Regions from separate parts of the Mus musculus genome. Here region 1 is linked to region 2. A link is a contact called in public Hi-C data. All regions are on one chromosome and are shown on one strand. The core of a region is the stretch at or near the end of the contact, and the rest is flanking DNA. Distances in the headings are between cores, read along the strand shown. Region 1 overlaps Ncoa1 (nuclear receptor coactivator 1). Region 2 overlaps Ncoa1 (nuclear receptor coactivator 1).

Region 1 (5,313 bases), core at 2,247-4,746, 70 kb before region 2:
TTCAGTTCAGGAACATGTAGGTTGCTTCTGGTTTCTGGCTATTACAAATAAAGCAGCTATGAACAGTTGAACAAGTGTCCTTGTGGAATGATGGAACAACTTTAGGTATATGCCCAGGAGTATTATAGCTGGGTCTTGAGGTAGAGCTATTTCCAATTTTCTGAGGAACCACCAAATTGATTTCCAAAGTGGTTGTACCAGTTTGCACTCTCACCAGCAATGGAGGAGTGTTCACCTTGCTCCACATCCTCCCCAAAGTGCCATTGTTTTAATCTTCTTTTTGGTTTGTGTATTTATTTGTATGGCGGTAGGAACTGCATCCAGGGCTTCTAGTTTGCTAGCTGAGTCTTCCATTCAGCCACACACATAGCCCATGTGTTGTTTCACACAGCTCCCCATCCACTGTGTCATCTACATGCAGACCCAACATGGTGCCCTGAAGACATTCCTGGCCTGTCACAGGCGCACTCCTTCAGTTTCTTTGTATTTTGTTCCATTCTTCCTTAAAGATGGCAAAGCCCAAGGCCCATGTTTATTTGGACTTAGGTATGTAGCATCTTTAAAAAAACTCTCCAGAGCTGCTAGGAAGGGGAGGACTAAGTGAAATACGTGTTTTCAGTGTGAAGAGTGAATAGAAAAAATGTTTATGATTACTTAAAATAGATTTGAAAGATTTCAGGTTGCAGGGGGATTGCCTTTGGAATAAGGGGTTTATTAGAAGAGAAACTGATGTCACAGACAGCGTGCTGTGGGCACTGATCAGGATCATACGGACATTGCAAGTGAGGTGCCTATCCTGAGTGGACGTGTGTGCTTTCCAGTGTCTTTCATTGTGCTTTTCTTTGGAGAGGTTATTTACTTCCTTGGGTAAGGTTTTTGTTGGGGGTGGAGGAGAGTATGGGTAGGTATTTTATTGTACTTTATGTTTCTATGGTTATTGTGAATAGTATTGCTTTTTTTTAAAGATTTATTTATTTATTTATTTATTTATTTTATGTATGTGAGTACACTGTCCTGTTACATCTTCAGACACACCAGAAAAGGGCATCAGATTCCATTACAGATGGTTGTGAGCCACCATGTGGTTGCTGGGACTTGAACTCGAGACCTTTGGAAGAGCAGTCAGTGCTCTTAACCACTGAGCCATCTCTCCAGCCTGTATTGCTTTCTTTTATTCTTAATTGTTTATTTATTGTTTTGTGTATGTGGTACACATATGCTTACAGGGATGTTTGCCTGTGCTTGTGTTTGTAGAGGTCAGAGGTCAACGTTGAGTATTTTTCTCCATTGCTCTCCACCTTATTTTCTGAGACAGGATCTCTCATTGAATGTGGAGCTTGCTGTTTGGCTGTGGTTTGTCATATATAGTCTTCATTTTGTTGCAGTACCTTCCTTCTGGGCTCTCTGTGTCTCTGTCTCTGTCTCTGTCTATCTCTGTCTCTGTCTCTCTCTCTCTCTTTCTCTCTGTGTGTGTGTGTGTGTGTGTGTGTGTTTGTGTCTCCTCCCTCCCTCCCTTTCCAATGTTAAGATAATGAATTTTCTTGTTGCTTTTCTGCACATGTTAAGTTTGCCACGTGGTTTTGTCTCTGTTGATCTTATGTAATGTTGTTACTGATTTGTACATGTTGACCCGCCCCAGGTGGTCTTGATGCATAACTTTTAATGTGCTGTTGATTTACTTATGATCGTCAAGTTTATTAGCCTATAGTTTCCTTCTTTGTTGAGCTCTTGCCTCTAGGTTTAGATAGCAGCATAACACTGGCCTCACAGGGTGAGCTTTGAAGAGTTTTTTCCCACATTTATGGCATAGTTTGAGAATCGCTGTTTGTTCTTTAAAAATGTGTTAAAAGCATAACTGAAGCTATCTGTGTGCTTTTCTTTGCAGATACTTAGAAATATCATCCTTACTCATTTGTTCCAGTTTTTTATGTACATATTTTTGTTCTCATACGTTATGTGTCTAGAAACATCCCAGATGTTTTTTGTTGGCATGCACTTGTTTAGAGTACTTTGTATTGGTCCTTTGCACGTCTGTGGCATGCACTTCTTTAGCGTACTTTCTAGTGGTCCTTTGCACGTCTATGGCATGCACTTGTTTAGCATACTTTCTAGTGGTCCTTTGCACGCCTGTGGCATGCACTTGTTTAGAGTACTTTCTAGTGGTCCTTTGCACGTCTGTGGCATGCACTTGTTTAGCATACTTTCTAGTGGTCCTTTGCACGTCTGTGGCATGCACTTCTTTAGCGTACTTTCTAGTGGTCCTTTGCACGCCTGTGGCATGCACTTGTTTAGCGTACTTTCTAGTGGTCCTTTGCACGTCTGTGGCATGCACTTGTTTAGCATACTTTCTAGTGGTCCTTTGCATGTCTGTGGCATGCACTTCTTTAGCGTACTTTCTAGTGGTCCTTTGCACGTCTGTGGCATGCACTTGTTTAGCATACTTTCTAGTGGTCCTTTGCACGCCTGTGGCATGCACTTGTTTAGAGTACTTTCTAGTGGTCCTTTGCACGTCTGTGGCATGCACTTGTTTAGCATACTTTCTAGTGGTCCTTTGCACGCCTGTGGCATGCACTTGTTTAGAGTACTTTCTAGTGGTCCTTTGCACGTCTGTGGCATGCACTTGTTTAGCATACTTTCTAGTGGTCCTTTGCACGTCTGTGGCATGCACTTCTTTAGCGTACTTTCTAGTGGTCCTTTGCACGCCTGTGGCATGCACTTGTTTAGCATACTTTCTAGTGGTCCTTTGCACGTCTGTGGCATGCACTTCTTTAGCGTACTTTCTAGTGGTCCTTTGCACGCCTGTGGCATGCACTTGTTTAGCATACTTTCTAGTGGTCCTTTGCACGTCTGTGGCATGCACTTCTTTAGCGTACTTTCTAGTGGTCCTTTGCACGTCTGTGGCATGCACTTCTTTAGTGTACTTTCTAGTGGTCCTTTGCACGCCTGTGGCATGCACTTGTTTAGAGTACTTTGTATTGGTCCTTTGCACGCCTGTGGCAGAACTCAGAATGACTCCTTTTTGTTTCTCATTTTTTTTATAAGCCTCTCTTTTTTTCTTTGTGAGTGTAGCTAAAGATTCACAAATTTAATCTTTTCAAAAATCTAACTCTTAAAAACTCCACCTCTTTATTTTGTTTTCTATTCTGTATTATTTTAAATTGTATTTGTTTCCATTCTGATTTTTGTTATTTCTTTCTTCTACTAATTCTAGATTTGGTTTGAACTTACTTTCTAGGCCTTCAGTTGTATTTTCAGGTAGTTTATGTGAGTTTTTTTTTCTTTTATGTAGGCATTTATTGTTATAAACTTCCACTAAGAAACATTGTAAAACTTCAGTTGCATCTATGCATATGAGCTTCTTTGTGTGAGTATATATGCACATGGGTACAGGTGCCTTTGGAGGTCAGGGGCATTGAGCGTCAGGATCTGGGGTTGCAGGTGGTCGTCAGCTGCCTCACATGATAAGTAATGCCTGCACAGCGAGCCGAGCTCAGTCCTAACACAGTCTAATAGTGCTTTTGCTGTATCTTGTTAGTTTTGGTTTCTATTTTCACTTGTTTCAAGGACATTTTCATTTCTTTCTCTCTTTGAGTCAATTGGATTGCCTCAGTTGTTCATAGTGGATCAGCAAGGTCGTGATGGCCTCTGAGCTGTGTTGAGAAGTACTGATTGCTGGAGGATGGCTTTTCTGATAAACAAGTTACTTTTTTCCCAGATTATTTCATCAGTTTTTCCCTGACCCATAAGGTTTCTATTGAGATGTCTGTCTATTGAATTTCTTTTATATTTGAAGTACTACTTATTTTAGACTTCTTCATACTGTGCTTTTTAAATTTGACTATAATAAGCCACAGAGGGGATCTTTCTTGGTCACATCCATTTGAAGATCTCTGAGCTTCTTCAGTCTGGATGTCTCTATATTTGTTAACATTTGGGTCATTTGTGCTGTTATTTCATTAAGTTTTTCTGTGCCTTTTTTCTCCTCTTCTCCTTTTGAAGTATCCATAGTTCCAATATTTGTCTACATAATTCTAGTTTATAAGTCTCAGGCTATAGTACTTTATTTCTTCCATGAAAATGAAAGTAACTCTGGGCTAGGCCTTTGAATCTTGCAGGAGACCTGGGTTCAATTCCCAGCATCCACATCTCACAACCATCTGTAAGTCTAGCTCCAGGAAATCTAATGCCCTGCCTTCATTCACATGTGCTTTCCAAACATTGATGCATTATTAAAAATAAAGTAGACCTTTAAAAGAAACTTTAATCTTACTGGCTATTTTAAAAATCTAAAATTAAGCTCAAATCTGCTTTATCTAGATTGTTGTTGAGATTTGTGCATGAGCACACATGTGTATACATGCATGTGAACATAGAGATGTGTGCGTGCACGTGCACATACATCAGATTCACTTCTCCCACCGCCCTTTCTATCCCTCTACTCTACTTGCTCATCCCATGATGCACTTCAATAGCATCTGCTTTTATGTAAAAATCTCGATTCCATTTATAAGAGAAAATATACTCTGCCATTACCATCGCCAAGATTTGTCTGGTTCTTTTTCAAGACCTGTTGGGTCTTTCCCATGATCTCTGTCTCTGGTGAGGTTTTCTGTTTTCATTGAATTATCTGTATTCCCTTATATCTTGTTAAATTGTTAAAACTATTATTTTAAATTATTTTTTCAGGCACTTTATGTCTTTTCCTTTAGAGTCTGCTGCTGGGGTTGGAATGTTCTTTTGGAGCCATTATTGTATTCTTCCTCTTGTATTCTTCTTGTGTCCCCACATTTGCACATTAGGTGGGTCTGTTGTCACCTCACCCAGTTTTATCATTGGCTTTTGTAGTGATAGCCTGGCTCCTGGTGATTAGTCTTGGATGTCTTTTGGGTTGATGGTGGTGTTGTAGTCACCCATGAATGCAGTGATGTACTCTCCACATACTTCAATTGCAATCACATCGGTGATTCCTGTTGGGTCAATGCCTAGGCTGCAGGAGTATGTGGTTTTATCCGTTGTCACTCATCTCTTTTAGGTGAGAAGTGTCTGCTGGCCATTTTGTATGTGGCATATCCTATAATGTTTGTGGGGGTGCCTTTTTAATTTCTGTAGGGCCCCCAGGGACCAAGCCAGTCTGATTGATCTTGATTGGCCTGGAGGTCCCCAAAGTAGCTTTGGGAAATTACTAATGTCTGAGGAATACAGTGGAACGGTATTGCACTGGTGGACTTAGACGTGAGATGTGACACATACCAGTGTCCATAGGTTGCCCTGACTGCCTTTGCAGACTTCAGCTACTGAAGTTGCTTAGAATAG
Region 2 (4,793 bases), core at 266-2,765:
TTAAATGTTTCTTCTAACACTTCTTGGCTAAGTACAAGTATTTGATCCAAGATTAAAAGTACAGGGTCAAAAAGTAACAGAATAGTTGGACTCTCGAATTGGTACTTTTAATCCTATTCCTATACTCCCTCAGTTGTAAGAAAGGAGTCTGGGTGCCCACAGGCAGATGTTAATAGTTCGGATTCTGTTCATTTATTGTGAGGCTGAGGCTGTACTGTAACACTAGTCTAGAATTTAATAATGCAGTCTATTGTTGGAGGACATTTTTGGGTGTTCCCATTTTTACCATTATAAATACTAGGATGAGCCTTCTTCACTTTCCTTACTGCTCATGTGCCTGGGAGAATTATTGCTGGCTCACTGTCGGGTCATACCACCTACTGAGCATGCTTAGATCACATTTTAGCAGGATTCCCCTTGGAACTTTTCCTTTGTATACAGATCAGCAGTTTGTACCAGTTCAAACATAATACATTTGTATTTTTCTAAAAATTCTCTAGATTCACCCAGATATTTTTTAATCTGTGAAGGTTCTATGCCCCAGTGTAGGGGAATGGCAGGGCCAGGAAGCAGGAGTGGGTGAGCTAGTGAACAGTGGGAGGGGGCAGGTAGGGGGTTTTAAGAGGGGAAACCAGGAAAGGGGATAACATTTGAAATTTAAATAAAGAAAATATCTAATAAAAAATCTGAAAACATGTATGAAGAAATGTTTTTGAAAGAAATTGCAAGAATTTCATAAATGAATTTTTTACTCAAAAAATTAAATCTTTTAAAGAAATATGAAAATGGAAACTTAAAAATGTCATTCTGTTGTAAAAAGTAAAAAACTACTTTTAAAATCTTTATTACCAAGTCTCCTGTCTACAGAGGTACTACTAATAAGGCAAGTAAGTACATACTATAACAAAATCAAACTTTATTTACTTCTGAATTATTATATTTTGAATATTAATATAAATGGCTTTATTTCCATTTTATTTATATCACTTTCAACTTAAGTTTAGGGAATACAACACTTTTGTCATTATTAATAGAAATAGCATCATTTCTCATGAAGAGTTTGTTTCTTCTAAGAAAAATCTGCCTTTGCATTATTTTTCCTATATCATCTTTTCTAAAATGTATTTGGTAAAAAAAATTAATAAGAATAGTATGGAATCATAATTTTACGCTACTGAAAACTGTTACTATTTCCACAAGGTACTAATGATTGGTTTTTGGCTGCTCACTACTGAATGACAGACAGCATAGTTGTCTAAGCTATCAGTCTGAACGCACCGGGAGTTGGTACTTACCTTTTTCATTTCTACCCTGTGTTTGTTTTCTGCTGCTGTGATAAAATACTATAACAAAAAGACAACTTTAGAAAGAAAGGGTGTATTCTAGCTTATGGTCCAGAGGCCATCACAGCTGGAAAGGCATGATAGCCAGTAGAGAAAGTGTGCGGCAGAGCAGGAAGCTGGGTGGCCATGTTTGTATTCAACACACAGGAAGCAGAGAAATAGAACAGGAAGTGAAACAAGGCTGAAAGTCTGCCCCAGTGACATACTTCCTGTAACAAGGCTCCACCTGCCTAAGGTTCTGTAACCTTTCCCAAACAGTGGGGGCCAAGTGTGATCCACAAGCCAGTGGGGGACATCTCTTACTCAAATCAGCACACACCCACAGCAGAAAGGATATCCTAAGGAAAGAAAAAATAGCTTATAATGAAAATAACCTTCAATCTGTACTAATTTTTTACAATAATGTGAAATGCTTATATTGTAAGTTTTATTAATAACAAATGACTTTACAGTGTTTAACAGTTAATATAACTGGATAAGAGAATAATCCACCGATCTTAGAGATAAGTTTCTTTTAATTCATTACTAAAGCTTCTTTTGATAGCCATCTCATAAATCAGCTGTTGTTAATGGAAGGAAGCATTTTTGCTGCTTTCTCTAAAAGTCAGAATTCATAGTGCTAGCTGTGTGTACAAAGAGGCACTGTTTGTTTTCATCTGTGTCCCTTCCAGTCAAATGCTTGCCCAGGGCTTACTGCATATCACAGCTGCTTAAAATTTTCATTTAGCCAATAATTTCACTTACTAGCTGTTTTGTTTGTTTTTGTCCATTTCTTTGTTTTTTGCAAGACAGGGTTTCTCTGTGTAGCCCTAGCTGTCCTGGAACTCATTCTGTAGACCAGGCCACCCTTGAACTCAAGAGATCCGCCTGCCTCTGCCTCCCAAGTGCTGGGTTTAAAGGTATGCACCACCACCGCCCAACTTACTGACTGTTTGTTTGTTTGTTTGTTTTTTGGTTTTTTTGTTTTTGTTTTTGTTTTGTTTTTTTTTTTGGTTTTTCAAGACAGGGTTTCTCTGTATAGCCCTGGCTGTCCTGGAACTCCCTTTGTAGACCAGGCTGTCCTCGAACTCAGAAATCCACCTGCCTCTGCCTCCAGAGTGCTGGGATTAAAGGCGTGCACCACCACACCCAGCATTACTGGCTGTTTTTTAAAGAGTGTCAGAATGATGGGTTTTAAAATTGTCAAAGCTAAGATGTTTAAGACACAGGAAACAGAATTTTAAATGTTCTAAAATAAAGTAACAGTCATACTTAAAGCTAGAAGTAGCATTCAATACTTAATCCAGGAAACATGGTCGTTTGAGCAGGTATTGAGTATTGGTCCTTTTCTAAATCACAGTTAAGATAACATCAGCAAAAATAAAATCAATGAGGAGTTTTTAAAGTCAAAATTAGAGAAAGAGAAAAATGTAAGCAACCATCACAAAGTTTTTACGATAGGAAACAGCCTGAATACCCATAACAATCATGTGAAACCTAAGAAAAACCAGTTTTAAGAGGAAAAAAAGAAGAGCTAGTTAAATCTGTACTGGTTATTCTTCAGAGGGCTTTTTACTCTGAAGGGTGTGGGCAAGGGCTGGCTGTTAGGGCAGAGTGTTCTGTGGGTAGAACTTGGTGTTTGGAGGTACACAGGGGCAGGACCTGGCCACTAACATGCCTCAAAGGGCTTATACCCCCCATCCCACCCCCGATTATTATTGATAAGTAATCAGGGGCCAGGAAAGGGGGTTGATGTTATCATTAGACTGCTTCCTGCTGAATGGGGGTTTCAAAGTCCTTTAAGTGAACTTGACCTTCACTATCAGCATATAATCAGGAGTCCCAGGCTTCTGGCTCAGTATCTAGGGGTTGGTAATCCTGTAATAGCAACTGATTAAAAGTCTGATTAAAAAAATCTTTGTGTCTGTTGTTGAAGAAATCTAGGCAAGAGGTTTATGAGGCAGTCTGTGACTAGTAGGATTAAGAAAAGGGGGAGAAAGGGGGTTTAAGAAGGGAAATAGCCAATTCCATGTTAGACAGTCGAGGAGTCACTGGCCAGAGACATGGAGCTGTTTTGTACATTTTTGGAGATCCATCTGGAATTGTTGGATCTTTTCTTTTACTGTATCTGACTAGTTGACATAGAAGAACATTTCTCCCTAAGGAAGAAACAAAGACCACCTCTCTCTACTTTCAGTAAATCTAGTCTTTGCTGATTTTATAGCACCACACTGGCCAGTGAGTCTGTTTATCCATGGAGGGTGAGGATGTTCTGAGCTACCTGTTGGAGATCCTGGATGAATCTGGGTGAAAACTGATGGTAAATACTAGGGAAGTAGTCAGTCCTGCTGCTCCAGTGGTGACACCAGCAATTATTATACCTAAGACTACAAGAAAGGGTAGGACCTGAACCATTCATTTGTCATGTCATGCCACTATAAACCCTGTGATGGGAATCAGCAAGTGTCCTTCACTAGGTAACACTCAAGCCGGGCGTGGTGGCACACGCCTTTAATCCCAGCACTCGGGAGGCAGAAGCAGGTGGATTTCTGAGTTCGAGGCCAGCCTGGTCTACAAAGTGAGTTCCAGGACAGCCAGGGCTACACAGAGAAACCCTGTCTCGAAAAAAAAACAAAAAACAAAAAACAAAAACAAAAAACAAAAAACAAAACACTAGGTAACACTCATAATTTTGGAAAAAGAAACAGCAGGGCACAAGTCTTAGGTCATCCATCAGGTAGGCAGTGATAAACTTGAGTGCCACCAATAATCAAAGCATGTGAGTGTTCAAGCATAAGGGCTGATGGCAGTGCTCAGAGACAAAGTAGTGTTATAGTCTGAGGGATCCAGTGTGCCTATAAATTATATCTCTAAGGAGTTAAGACAGTCTGAGATACCGAAGAGAGACGGGAGAGATAAGGGGTGGCTCAGGACAGTTACAGACAAGATGAGAGAATCTAGTAGTCCAATGGGTACGGCTAAATTTGTGGTCATGAGTTTGACCTGGGAGGAACATACAACCAGCACTCTCCAAAGCTGCCAGGCAGAGTATCATTCCTTAGCTGATATAAAATTAGGATTACCTAAATTTGTCTCATGTTTTTTGCAGGACCAATATTAATAACCTCTTTAAGTTTCTGGCCACTTTGTACAGTAATCTTTCTTTTGGTCATGGAGAAAACAGGCATAGGGGAAACCTTCAGAGAAGGAGAGATGGATAAGGGTGTTGTAGGCTAGTGAATCACTCTTTGGCAGTCTGATAATAGAGCAATTTCCTGACTCTGTTAGGATGGGCTGTTGGTTAGAGGTAGAGATGTCTCTTGAATGTTAAACATCCTTGTAAGTGCTACCCTGGACAGGTGTAGATAGGAAAAAATACAAGAGGCTAGTGCAAGTTTAGATATAAATGATTTTCAGATCATTTGATTGTGCAGTGGCAGAAGCTGTCACCACAGAAAATTGAGCATGTCA

The links. Hi-C and Micro-C count contacts between places; a contact is called where the count stands out from the background.
Region 1: a Hi-C map of centroblasts shows a contact between it and region 2, with 1.4 times the contacts expected there. The contact joins two enhancer-like sites. A contact is called at or near these places in 4 of 484 Hi-C or Micro-C datasets (bone marrow-derived macrophages, centroblasts, nephron progenitors and 1 more), 1 of 115 datasets of contacts at active chromatin or transcription factors (bone marrow-derived macrophages) and 2 of 9 other capture datasets (adipose tissue and pancreatic islet).

Annotation. Positions count from the first base shown.
Region 1 is chr12:4,434,589-4,439,901 of GRCm38.p6, reverse strand. The region is part of intron 1 of Ncoa1 (nuclear receptor coactivator 1); the gene reads left to right. Among named protein-coding and RNA genes, the nearest start is that of Gm51963, 22 kb to the left of the region's middle. Within about 2 kb of position 3,496, at least 24 of the 459 cell types and tissues checked have an H3K27ac peak or open chromatin away from gene starts, as enhancers often do. A contact at or near this core is called in centroblasts, where this site is marked.
Region 2 is chr12:4,362,858-4,367,650 of GRCm38.p6, reverse strand. The region is part of intron 2 of Ncoa1 (nuclear receptor coactivator 1); the gene reads left to right. Among named protein-coding and RNA genes, the nearest start is that of Gm51963, 94 kb to the left of the region's middle. Within about 2 kb of position 1,515, at least 27 of the 459 cell types and tissues checked have an H3K27ac peak or open chromatin away from gene starts, as enhancers often do. A contact at or near this core is called in centroblasts, where this site is marked.